2 separate regions of the Gossypium hirsutum genome follow, and region 1 is linked to region 2. The links are chromatin contacts, called in public Hi-C maps. All regions are on one chromosome and are shown on one strand. Each heading gives the region's core, a stretch centred on a gene start, on an enhancer-like site or on the middle of the called end of the contact. The rest is flanking DNA. Distances are from core to core; before and after follow the strand shown.

Region 1 (6,914 bases), core at 1,728-4,227, 190 kb before region 2:
TTAGTATGCATGGTAGTAAACACACGGATAGGACATGGCTATGTGTCTCAACCGTGTGGAAAACATGGCCCTGCACACGAGCGTGTGCCTTGGTCGTGTGCCCCTAGATACATGATGATGTCATTAATAGAATGTCCAGGTTTTTGGACACGGGTGTGTTTTGGCCGTGCGAGGGACATGGGCTAGAGACACGAGTGTGTGCTCGGCCTTGTGAAAACCCCTGTAGGTTCGAAATAAAAAATAAACTCCAATAATTCAACACGAGTAAGGGACACGGACGTGTGAGGTTTAAGCCTAGAAACTCCCTAAAGTTTTCAAAGTTCTCGGTTTAGTCCCGGATCACTTTTAATGCATGTTTTCGACCTCGTAGGTCCATATTGGGGACAACACAATTCTGTTTGATCGGTTTTAAATTGAAATGATATTTTATAGCCCGTATTTTTTGGTAATGCCCCGTACCTTGTCCCGGTCTCGGGTAAAGGTGAGGGGTGTTACAAAGTGACCATTTTTTAATGTCAAATCCTTTTTTCCAAATTTCAAAAAATCAAGTAATTGATTCAAATTGAACTTCAAAAAGTGGGAGTAACAAACTCAAAAACAAATTTACCAAAACATTTTGTTATACCAAAAAGGGGGAGATTGTTGAACTAGCTTTATTTGGAATAACAAACGAAAACATCTTTAAATAAAAAAAATTTGAACAAAGAATTCAAAGCATGAATAATATTTCAAAACTTCCAAACATCTTAGAAATACTTTAAACACTTAGAATATTTTTTGACAAAGTTCTGAAAATGAATTTAAACTCTTCAACTTAATTACAACGATTTCAAATCAGTTTTAAAGCTGTTCCCTACAAAAAGTATCGGTGTTTTCCAAAATGTGTCGATAGTTGTACAAATTTATCGATACCTTAATTTTTATTGATACCAAGTCTACTATATGTTTTGAATACAAAATTGAACACAAACAATACGTATCGATACCTTGAAAATTATATCGATACCTGTTGAATTTTATCAATACCTAAACTTTATATCGATATCGTTTTTGCATTCTGTTTTTAATAATCTGTCAAAAATGTCAACAAGTATCGACACCTTTTACTGGGTATCGATAAATTATTTTTGGTATTGTTGGAAACTGACCTTAACAATCACTGAATCATGCATTAAATGTCTCTAGTATTGATACTCATACAAAAAGTATTGACACTTTATGTTGCAAGTGAATTTTGATGACCTGGTATTTTCATCCCCAACAACTCTATTTATTTTCTCAACAACCACAATGGCTGGAAATGAATTAGAGGGTATAAATACCAACTTCTAAAGGTCCTAAAACAACAAGAAAGAATATTCAAGCTTAAAGATAAATCAAAACAACCTTTGTGCCATATATTTCCATATTTTTCTTTCAAACACTTTTGAGCCTTATTTCCATTCTTTTGCTCAAGCATTTTTCATTGTAATTGAGCTTAATTTGCAAACACATCAATCTTGTAAATATTAGTTTCTTTGTTTGCTTCCTTGTATCTCTTTGAGAGGAGTTATGTCTTAAGATTTGGGTAGAAATCTTGAAGGAGTTGTAAGGTTAAACCTTGTCCTCAAAGGTAGAACAAATTAATGAAGTTGAGAAAATCCTTATTTGTGGAAAGCTAAGGAAGTGGAGTAGGTAATTAGGGTTAAACCACTCTATATCGTTGTGTTCATCTTTCTATCTTTTCTCTCTAGCTTTCCTAAATTTTTAAAAATCCAAGTCACCCCTCTTGGCAGTTTCGGTTTGACCAATCGAGCTAACAACTTGATATGATCAAAAGCTAAATTCAATAAGTGATTGGTTGTTTGGATTATTGTTGATGAGATTGTTGCGTAATTTTGGTATTTATGCATTATATAATTGATTAGTTCAACTTGATAACCTATACTTGACAAACCTAAGTAAAAACTTAGATAGATAAGATCAACAAGAGATTCTATTGGGTAAAATAGAATTAGTTGAGCCAAACGTCTAAAACTGATAGGTGCGACATTTACTCGAGTGAGATTGAGAGGAGATCTCAAGGGCTTTCTTTTTAGCTTATTGAAACTGAGAGGATATGTCATTTAAAGGGAGGACATAACATTAATAGCAATTCATTCCAAGACCATTAACAATAGAAAGAGCAACCAATCACTAATTGGATCTCATGAGAAGTCTTCAATTAAAGTAAATAATAGTTTTAGTTCTTGAGTGACAAAATTTAGTAATCTAGTTAGTTGTAATTCATTGCTTACTATGGATCACTTCAATAACTTGAATTTCTATCAGATCAGTAGACCTTTGTATAGCATAGAAAATCTTTAGTCTATTTATCAACATCCATTCTCCTTTGGGTACGATCCAATTACAAGACACTTGACCACTAGAAGCTCCATTAGCAATGTTACATCTTCTAGCCTTGTTGTCTCTTCACCACATAAGAGACAAAACATATGGGTCTCTAGTTTCCATTGTTCAATAAGAATTGATAGGAATAACAAAATGTAAGTAAATCTCTCAATTTATCTTCCGTGGAAGAAAGCATAAGCTTTTAAGGAATAACAAAATGTAAGAAAAACTTGAAAGCGTTGCTATGCACCTTGAACTCGACAACAACAAGTGTTGAGGTAAAAAAAATGCATTAGGGAAAAAACTATCCCATTCACTTATATTAATAAATATTATAAAAGTTTATATTAAAGAACCAAAAAAACTAACTTTCAATAAATTATTTTTAAGGATAAATAACATTTTGTCCCTAAATTTGGCAAAAATTTTCCATTTTTGGTATGTGATTATATAATAGTTTGATATTATGCCAAATTATTGTCTAAAAGAGTCATTCTTTTATAAGAATATTACTAAAATTAGAAAAATTATCAAATTCAGAAAATAATGTGAAAAAAAAAAAGGAGATTAGAACCAAAATGGGAAAACTTGCATAGTTTAGGGGCTAAATGTCTTATGCTTTATTTTTATTTTTTAATATCAATTAACGATTTATTACTTCCATTATTGCAATAATTATCCTTAAATAAACACTTTAAAATCAAACCGCATGAATCAATTTTTAAGAACAATTACCGAACACGGCAGCACCAGTTTCGTATTGCAGAAAAAAAATTAAAATAGAGAAAACAGCACAGATCTATTAACCAATAAAATCCTACGCATCCTTCCAGTACACCCACTCACCCTAATTTCTTTTTAGATTCTTTTTTCCAGGAAATAAGGTAAGAATGGAAGGCGGAGGACCACCACAGGCGGCGGACACCGAGATGGCAGAAGCAGCCCAGCAACAGCCACAACACCACCAGCAACGTCCGCCTCAGGTGGCCGCTGGCCTGGAAAATATTCCGGCCACTCTAAGCCACGGCGGTAGGTTTATTCAGTATAACATCTTTGGTAACATTTTCGAGGTCACTGCTAAATATAAACCACCTATTATGCCTATCGGTAAAGGCGCTTACGGCATCGTTTGGTAACCGCTCTTCTTCTGCTTCTTCTACTTCTTTTGATTATTTGATTGATTATTGTTAATTTTGTTTAATTTAATTTATCTTAGTTCCGCATTGAATTCCGAGACAAATGAACACGTTGCGTTAAAGAAGATAGCGAACGCATTTGATAACAAGATTGATGCGAAGAGAACTCTTCGTGAGATCAAGCTGCTTCGTCACATGGATCATGAAAACGTCAGTGAGTGGAATTTTTTGGGGGGTTCTTTTAAATTGATTTTGATTCATTTCATTTGTCATTGATTCCTTTATGTGTTTTGGTTTTAGGTTCTGTTTTGCTGTTCTAATGTTCTTTATGGCTAATATTACTCCAACTCGTTGTAATAGGATCACAACCCCCATTTGATTCTTGGCTTCTAAGTATTAGATATGTGTTCGACTTATATAGGTACCTCAGAGGAAAATTAGAGGAATAGAGCTGTGGCAACATAGGAGTATTCAACTCACTCACCAATCATTGAATAAACCTTTGCTCGATATGAGTTTAGTTCTTAGGATCTCGATGATTACTGGCTTACCTACTTGTTCATTTTCCTGGAATATCCAATCACGGGCATAAATAATTATTTTTCTATAATTGCTAAAAACATGGGATGTTTGACGTGTATTATTATTAATGAGTAAAGACTAGAGATTTTTCTCCTAAGTGTTAGTTTTTATGCTTTCGTACAGCATTTAGGAACTTTCCTTGAGTGAAGAATAGAAAGTAAGATATTTTCTATGTAAGGTAAACCCTGGAAGTTATTATTTTTCTTTCTCAGATGAGATGTTGGATCATATTTATGCTAGTAAAAAGCCTCAAATTCCTCCACTAAAATTTCAATTCCAAGTTTTAAACAGTATTGTCCTATCCTATAGTGGTTTGCACTATTCTGATTTATAAACATTAATAATATCTATGTATAACAGTAGAAGATTTTTCTGGGTCAAATTTGGTTGTTTTGTTGTTCAGGTTGGTTAAATCTTGTCTATCACTAGTGAAAATTTGCTTAAACCATAGCTGAGAATGTAATCCCTTTACATTAATTGGTCATAACATGTTCTTTCTTTGCTCCAATTCCTTTTTCTCTGGCTGTGAGAGAGAGAACTGGGAAGAACAATATCATTTTTGTTATCATGGTGGTTTAGTCTCATTTGCACCTTTTATGCAGGTTGTTGCAATCAGGGATATAATTCCACCACCTCAAAGGGAATGCTTTAATGATGTTTATATTGCGTACGAGCTGATGGACACTGACCTGCATCAGATAATCCGTTCTAATCAAGCTTTATCTGAAGAGCATTGTCAGGTTGGAATGTAGAGATTTGGTTGCTTTTTAACATAAGAGTTACATCTTTTAAATTACTAGTTCAAGTTTTAGGGTACAGTTATTTCAGTTGGCTGCTAATTTAGATCCTTAGGTTTGCTCCCTTCAAGCCCCGTTGTTAGTTTTCTTCCTAATTAGTCTTGTTTAACTGAATTGGCAATATCAACTGCTATAGTTGCAAACATTTCCCATCTATTGCACTTGAAGAATTATGCATAGAGAAATTTCTTAGGCTTTTAAAGAACTAGTTATTTGTATTCAAGCCTCTAATTGTCAAAAGGTTGGTACCTGATGTTGGACTACATGCAAGTTACTGTTTGATCGCAAATATCCATTCTTATTTGAGGGGGAAAACAGGGGTAAATATGTGGCAAATAAGGTTTCTTTAGAAATATGCCATAGTATCAATATTGGATCAAGAAGTTCAAGGTTTTGTGCAGTTGTGTCTTCTGACCTTGATTTTAAAGTTTATTTTATGTACAACTATTGAGGGGTTAGTTTATGCTTGGATATATGGTTTTGTAGGGCTCAACTTCAAAGGAAAGGCTTCAGGTTTGATTTTAGATCTGAATGTTTGCTGAAATTTAAAAAATAAGCAAAAAGGAGATGTCATAGATTCTCCCCTGTATTTTCTTAGGTTTCAAGTTGAAGGTTTCAAGGCCCCAAAGGCTTCACACCTGGGGTAGTTGATTCATGCAATTCCAAAGAAAAGCATAAGTGCAAAAAATAAACTTAACTGTTCCTTGCATTACTGAAAATCCTATTTATACGTAGATGGGAAATTGACAAAGTAGATGCAAATGGTCATCGAGTAAAATGAACACATAACTAATAGAAACACATTTCTAACATAATTGTTATAGTATAGACAAGATTGCTTTCTTTTGTCTTTTTATTTCCAAAAATAACATTCTTAATTTTTCTTTTTCAAATAGGTCTTGTGCTTTTGTTTTCGAATGTTGTTGAAAAACAACTGAACAGTACCCAAGATAATTGTAATGCCCATATTTTAAGGTTGCTCTTTGAGCCTTAACATCAAATTAACCATCTGTCTTTGTGCTTTGCAGTATTTCCTCTATCAGATCTTACGTGGGCTGAAGTATATACACTCTGCAAATGTTCTACACAGGGACTTGAAACCTAGCAACCTTCTCCTGAATGCTAATTGTGACTTGAAAATATGTGATTTTGGACTCGCTCGTGTCACCTCTGAAAGTGATTTTATGACTGAATATGTTGTTACAAGATGGTACCGTCCACCTGAACTGTTGCTAAACTCTTCAGACTATACTGCAGCCATTGATGTATGGTCAGTGGGTTGCATTTTTATGGAATTGATGGATCGAAAGCCATTATTTCCTGGAAGAGATCATGTGCATCAGCTTCGATTACTTATGGAAGTAAGTTCTTTCCCCAACCAATATAAAATGAATCTACAATACAAACAAATAAGTTGCTGAATAGGGTGCGAAGGGAATAAATATAGTAAACTGAAAAATGCTTGTAAAATTTCGCTAGTATTGAACTCTTTGCATTGCAGCTGATTGGCACCCCATCAGAGGCTGAGTTGGAGTTTTTAAATGAGAATGCTAAGAGATATATTCGACAACTTCCTCTTTATCGTCGACAATCTTTCACTGAAAAGTTTCCAAATGTCCACCCTTTAGCTATTGATCTTGTTGAAAAGATGTTAACATTTGATCCCAGACAAAGGATTACTGGTGAGTTTGTTGCAAACTATTAGGTTTCTCTCTCTCTCTCTCTCTCTCTCTCTCTCTCTCTCTCTTATGCATTTGCCTGTTGCTGTTTGACACATCATATAGACTCAGCCTGTGTTATTACGCTTTCCCAATTTTGTCACCGTAGTTTGCTAAAATATACAAAATGGTCACAGCTCCCAATTAGGTTAGTGGCATTGTCTTCGACTTGAGTTGGAACTCATGTAACACTACCTATTCGTTTCAGTCGAGGACGCACTTGCTCATCCCTATCTAACGTCACTGCATGACATAAGTGATGAACCTGTATGCATGACCCCCTTTAGCTTCGACTTCGAGCAGCATGCATT
Region 2 (6,762 bases), core at 646-3,145:
AACCAACAAGCCATGACACCAATAACTTCGGGGCTCGCATTTAGAACCAATACATGAAACTATGTGCTGGACCACACATGGGAAAAAATGACAACAATAATATGATGTTTTCATTTGAAAACAATATCAGAGAAGGAACAGGAATTAGAGTTTTACATTTATTTAATTTCTTTAGAGTTTTAGTTTTACTTATTATATTAGGTTTTTTATTTCCTTATAAACTTTAAATTAGGAATTATATTAGGACTTTCCCTTTGTAATTAACAGCCTATAAAAAGGCTGACAACATGAAATAAAGTAAGCAGTTTATTTTTATCACAAAAGTTAGTCTGGGAAGAGGGTTCAGTCAAGGACGAATCTGCCTTTTGAGTAACCATAGGTCGAAGCAAGAATTCTTTCTCGTCTAGACCTGTGACTAGATCCTACGCCAAGGCACATAACATAATACAATTATATTACTAACAAGGAAAGCTTGAAAATTTCATTTACCACTGGAATCAGCTGGCTGATGGTTGCTCTTAATACAGCCATAGTAGTACTCTACTTTGCATTTGGGATCATTTCAAAATAAATTGCCCGTATTTTCATTATCATACACAGAAAGGTAAGAATTGAACTAATTTACTAAATAATGAACTCAAATAACAGGGCCAAATAACTTACAGAGTGGTTGTTTTTAGCATTCTTATCATCTCCATCCATACTCAACTTCCCAGCTACTCGTTCAGATGGACAGAAATCCCTCCTATCGGCTGAAGTATGGGCATGGTCTACAGGATTATTAGTTTTTTTTTCTTTTGCAATAGCAGGAATATTAGTATTCTTTCCAAAGAAACTACTTCCTGTAAAAGCTTTAGAGGATGACAAAAATGTACCCCTCATACGGTCAAGGTATCTAGTTCCACCATTTCCCCGGCTAAAATTAATTGCAGGAGTACTTTTAATTACATGTCCTGTTTCTAGAGCATTGCCCTTGAGATTATCAGACCCAGACCTCAGATGTTCCCAGAAATCAATCTCACACTTCTTATCAAAGTCATGCTTCAGTTCAGTTTCCTTAACAGCTCTCTTTTCAAGCTCTTCTGCATCAGTGTGGCTCTTACTAAATGCTTTATCTTTCTCTTTATTTCTCTCTTTAGACTTATTTTCAGCTTCCCTTTTTATCTCTTTCTCCTTTGCAGATGGTGATAATTTGCTGCGATCTCTTTCAGCCTCCAGTTTTTCATCCCTCAGTCTCCTCCTTTCTTCCACCAATCTTGCAACCTCCTCTCTTTGCTTTCTCTCTTCTTGCTCCAAAAGCTCTTTTTCTAACCTAGCTTGTCTCTTTTCTTCAGCTTTTCTGCGTGCTTTTTCTCCTCTGCTCTCATGAAAGCTTGTCCCACTCTCACCCCTCTTAGTCAACATGCCCCTGTGGTCTGCATCAGATGAAGCATCATAATTCGATGAACTAACCCCAAAAATCCTTCTCAAAAGCCACCTAATGCTCAAGAAGGACGTTAACAGTCTGCATGCAAAAATAACAATTCCTGAATAAGATTTCTTCGCCAAACAATCTTCAACTCCTCCAAAGTCACCAGTGCCATTCTTCCACCAATAGCTAGGCTTCCCTCCAACAGACCCAGAGACCCAGTTGCCATTCTCTAACCAATCCTGCCCACACATCCACCCATTCTCCGACCATCCTTTTCCATTCAAGAGTTTACCACTTTTTCCAACAAGATCCTTAATGATCCCAGAATTTGAAATACCCAGACCAGGTGGACCTGGCAGGTCCAAAACAGGTCTCTTTGAAATATGGCCACAATAAGAGCACATAAACCGACCACCACCAGGTTTCTGATCCCTATATGGAGTCAGGCAGTTCCGGCACCTTCGTGTCGCAGTTTTGCGAAGCTTCTGCAATTCTATAGCCTCAAACCTCTTCCTCTCCCTAAGGCGTGCATTCCTTCTAACCCTCCAAGCAGATAGCCGGGGAATTAAAATCTCATACCAAAACAGAGTTGCCAAAAGCACAAAAACGCAAGCCAGCCTTGGGGACGTGATCTCAAATCGAAAATCAGGTGGCAATAGCTGAGAAAGAGCCCATAAACCTATGAGAGGTATAACTAACCAAGGCAGCATCGTAGCAACCCGGCGAGACCACTTCTGAATCACACACAGTATACACATTATCCTCTAACCCAAACCTATCGTTCCCGTTTTGCAAATCAATGGCTAAAAACCCTAAAATCAACCCCCCCCAATCTGGCTACCTCCTCCAAAAAGAAAAGGTTCCAACATTAAAAAACCAACCCAGGAAATCCCGTTCCAAATCGAAATATATATATGTCAAAGCAGCAATTCTTCAAGAACCCTAAGCAGCATTTACAATCGCGAATTCTTCAAAACTAGATATGAAAAAGAAAAAGAAAAAGAAAATAACTAACGTCCAATTAATATTTAAATTTTAAATACATAGATGAATACATTCAATTAAAGCCCTAGAAATGGATGTATTCGGTTTTTTCTTTTTTTTTTCTCTCTTATGTTATTTTCCCGAAAGGTTTCTTTCTAAATGCTCAGAGGCAAGCGTGAGGGATTCGCGGAACTTACAGACTCAGAGTCCATTTCGGAGCCGAATCGGGTTGGAGCGGTATGTGAAAATAGATAAGAGAGATATGTAGAAGAAAATAAGGGAACCGTATTACTGCAAACGATAATTAATTTTTAATATGCAACCTCTCTTAACCGGTTTTCTTGGGCCGCCTCTTTCTTAGACCGCTTCGTTGAAATGGCCATCTAATTTAATAAGATAAAAATCAACTGTTAGATAATTTGATAATAGAGTAAAAACTCAGATAAATATCCTCTCTGCCTTCGAAATTGTTGAAAGTTCTAGGGTACGTTTTTAAAACAAAATATTTGTTAAGGGTACTTTAATAAGTTTTTAAATTATATTATTATGTTGTGTTTTGTGTTTAATATTCTACACAGTGTTTTGAGGAAAAGGGATTTTAATGAAATGAATAGTTTTGATTACGCTGTGTTTTGTTTCAGTTGTAATTGCCTTTGCTTTCTTTCCATGTGGCAATCATTCTTTTTTGTTATAATCGACGGATAAGGGAAAGAAGGAAGGCATGTTTTTTGCTATTGAGTAAATAAATGAAAATTTTATTTTCTTTCTCTGCTCTTTCTTTATGTTTTTTGTTCTCTTGGTTTTCTTGGAAACAATCTCCTAACAAAGGTATCAGAGCAAGCCAATTCTCATGGTCGGGGATGGAATTTTCACTTGTCTACAAAAGGAGGTTACTCATCTATAGTAAGAAGTCACTGAGCTTCAATCCGAACTCTCTCAACTGGATAGTCATATTGGAGACAAATTGGATAGTCATATTAGGGATAGGTTCAAAAAACTAAAGGAGGATTTTCGGGGTAAGTTGAAGGTTGAGCTTCAAGGTCAACTTCATGGTATATTTAAGCAATATTTGGGAAAACTTTTACTGTCTGACAAGGGGAAAGGAGTGTTGAGCGGGCCTCCACCAAGATTTCCTCTTAAGGATTCCCTGTTCCCATTCCAAAAGTCCGATGTTGTCAAGGTCAATACTAAACCCCCTAAATTGGATTGCCCTCGTTTTGACGGTACAAAATTTAGAGGTTGGTAGGCAAAACTAGAATAGTACTTTTCGGCTGAGGAGATTTTGGTGAATGCTAGAGTAAGGATGGTCATGTTGTATCTAGAGGGAAGGGCTCTCGATTGACATCATTTTTATGCTCAAAGGCAAAGGGGTTCCACATGTTGAATTGGAGTCATATGCGCAAAAACCCAAGGACAAGTTTGGATATCAAACTTTCCAGGATCCTATGAAAGAATTACTCTCCCTTAAACATACAGGTTCGATCAATCAATACTATAATTCTTTCATTAGTTTGTTAAATTAGTTGCAGTTACCTAAACAATACGCTATCAGTATATTCATCAGTAATTTGAAAGCTGATGTGGGGCAATACCTAGAGCTTTTAAAACCTACCACCCTGATGGAAGGGTTTTTGATTGCTAGATAGGTGGAAGCCATCCTCAATGGCTCATCCAAACGAGAGTTGTTGGTGGGGTGGGGTGCTCATTATAATATATGAATTTATGTCTGTAAAAGTTTCGTAGGAAAATTTGATCATTTGTGTGCTTAATCTGATAAAAGGACCTAATCGTATAAAATGTAAAAATGGCTTGCTATCTGTTAAAAGTGTCTTTTTGATATGGCGTATTGATTATGAGTTCCTTATGTTGTTAATATGCCATTTATATTGAAAGTGGACTAAAATGGCCTTATATGTTAATGTTTTAAATGTTTATTAATCATGGGCAAAACAATAATTGTTGCATAATTAAGTATTTAATAAAAGAAAACATGAAAGTGGTGTTATATTCATCCTTGTTCAGCCAAAAATAGAAGAAAATAATAGGGTCTTGAGCTTTGAATGTTTGACCATGATAAAGCTTGATTAAAGGTTCATTTTTGTTCGGTTTTTGATAATTTCTACGTTTTTGTGATCGTTGCTTAGTATATTATCAAGCACATGTCTTAATTTCTTATTTTGATGGTGATTTTGAGTTATGCCATTGTTGATTTTGTAAGCTTTGTGAAGGTAGTTGATGGAAAATGAAAGATATGTTTTAGGTTAGTTTATTTTGTCTTTGAATTTTTGATGAATTTGAGTAAAATGGGCTAAATTGTGAAAATGAGTTTTTGAGGGACTAAAATGTGAAATAAATGAAACATATGGGCTTATATGAATGCTATAAGAATTCGGCCTAACATGGGTATAAGTAAATTTTGTGTATTTTGTGATTTTGTGAAATAGGGACTAAATTGTCAAAATGTAAAAATATGAGGGCTAATTTGTAAAATGCCCAAAATGTGTGTTTGTGGATTGATTTAATGATTTGTTTAATAAAAAGGTTAAATTTGAATTTATATAGATCAAGAACAAAGAAAATAGAATTAGATCTTGAAAAGTCGAAAGTCGTCGAGTAGCCGATTCCGTCTATCCGAATCCGTACGAGGTAAGTCGATATACAAAGAAATGTATTTTGAATTGAATTATTATTGATTATATGTTTTTGAAAAATTTTGAATGATTATATGTGTTGAGAATGAGATATCCGAGAAAGTATCGACAAAGTTCCGACGTCTGAAAAGCCCCGTATGAACCTTAGGAATAGTTAGAATACATATGTCATGACATAGGATCCGATATGTGTTATCGTGTAAGACCACGTCTGGGACGTTGGCATCGACTTATGATTTACGTGTAAGACCACGTCTGGGACGTTGGCATCGTATTTGATTTCGTGTAAAACTCTGTCTAAGATAGTGTGACAGCCCTAATGTGACCCTAGTCGGAAAGTGGTTTCGGGACCACAAAACCGAGTCATAAAAATAATTAACCGTCATATTTGATGCTTATTATATGTGAATATGAATGTGTGGAAGTTTCATACTTTAATTTGGTCAGTATATGTGAAATTTATTAGTAGGGACTTATGTGAGACAATTTAGAAATGTGCTAGGCAAATGCTAAAGTGGCCTATTAATGTATGTGGGAAAGTGCTTGTACTTGCATGTCAAATTAGCCAAACTATAGGTAGTGGCCGGCCATGCTACAAATTATATAATCAAATGTGAATTTTCTATTAACTTTAATTAGGTAGATGCCATATTAGTATGGATGATGTAATAAAATAAAGAAATGATAATTAAAGGAAGAAAATGGGTGAAAGAAACAAAGTCTTCATCCATGTTTCTTCCTAGCCGATTCTAAAAGAAAGAAAAGAACAAGAGCATTCGGTGATCTTGAACTCAAAATAAGGTGAGTAGTTCATGCTAATTCTTGAAATTTTAGTATATTTTGAGCTAGTTCTTAAGTTCTTTGCTTAACCCATGACCAAAATTTGAAATGGTGTGGTGTCTTGAGCATTCGGTTTTAGTTATTAAAGGATGAGATTGGGTTATAGTCTTTATGTTTTATGAAGAATTGTTGAAGAGAAAATGTTCAAGAAATGGTTGTTGTTCATGTTATTTGGATGAAAAAGAAAATGGTAGTTAGGTGAAGTAGAGTCTAACAAAGGAGCACATATGTGCATTAGTTGCTAAATGGAGAAAAATCGGCTAACAAGTTGTGTACTAAGGCCGAATATGATTTTGGATATTATTGGGTAATGTATGTGTTCTGAATTGATGGAATGGAGAGGATGCTTTAATTGTGTTATGAACAATTACATGTTAAATTAAGGTTTGCTAAGCTAGCTATTAAGGTGAAATGCAAATGTTAGTATTTGATTTGGTAATAATCTGCTTGGGGACAGCAGCAGTAAGGTGATTTTGGAAAATCGCCATAATTTGTAGGAGTTGAGTTAGATGCTGAATAAATTATGTCATTAAAGCTGTAAGAGTCTAGTTTCTTACAAAAGAAACTATAAAAACAAAAGAGTTACCGATCTTGAGATATTTGAAGTATTGTGGGGTTGAGTCAAAATGACTACTAGATTCCCTGTTCTGTTTTTATAAAATCAGTATAAATTGTACAAAAATGGCCCTAAGATAAAATTTATATGCTTAGACTCCTTAATGAGTCTAGTTTCAAATGAAATAAACGAGAACATATTTTGAATAATGTACAATGAGAAATTTGATTCGTAGTGAAGAGTAGTCAGTTTAGTCAAACAGTGAAACAAGGTGAACTTTAAGAAAAATCTGGTATTGTTGGGCTAAACTAAAAATTTTG

Evidence for each region. Hi-C and Micro-C count contacts between places; a contact is called where the count stands out from the background.
Region 1: a Hi-C map of petal shows a contact between it and region 2, with 2.8 times the contacts expected there. The contact joins the promoter of LOC107887044 here to the enhancer-like site in region 2. A contact is called at or near these places in 10 of 34 Hi-C or Micro-C datasets (callus, hypocotyl, leaf and 1 more).

What each region holds. Positions count from the first base shown.
Region 1 is chrA03:36,440,874-36,447,787 of Gossypium_hirsutum_v2.1, reverse strand. It overlaps LOC107887044 (mitogen-activated protein kinase homolog D5), which reads left to right and starts at 2,977. Exons shown (of 6, transcript XM_041098178.1): 1 at 2,977-3,502; 2 at 3,587-3,716; 3 at 4,691-4,828; 4 at 5,914-6,246; 5 at 6,387-6,567; 6 at 6,812-6,914. The coding sequence starts at 3,261.
Region 2 is chrA03:36,246,409-36,253,170 of Gossypium_hirsutum_v2.1, reverse strand. It overlaps the pseudogene LOC107887043. Among protein-coding and RNA genes, the nearest start is that of LOC121226513, 24 kb to the left of the region's middle. Within about 2 kb of position 1,895, at least 5 of the 9 cell types and tissues checked have an H3K27ac peak or open chromatin away from gene starts, as enhancers often do.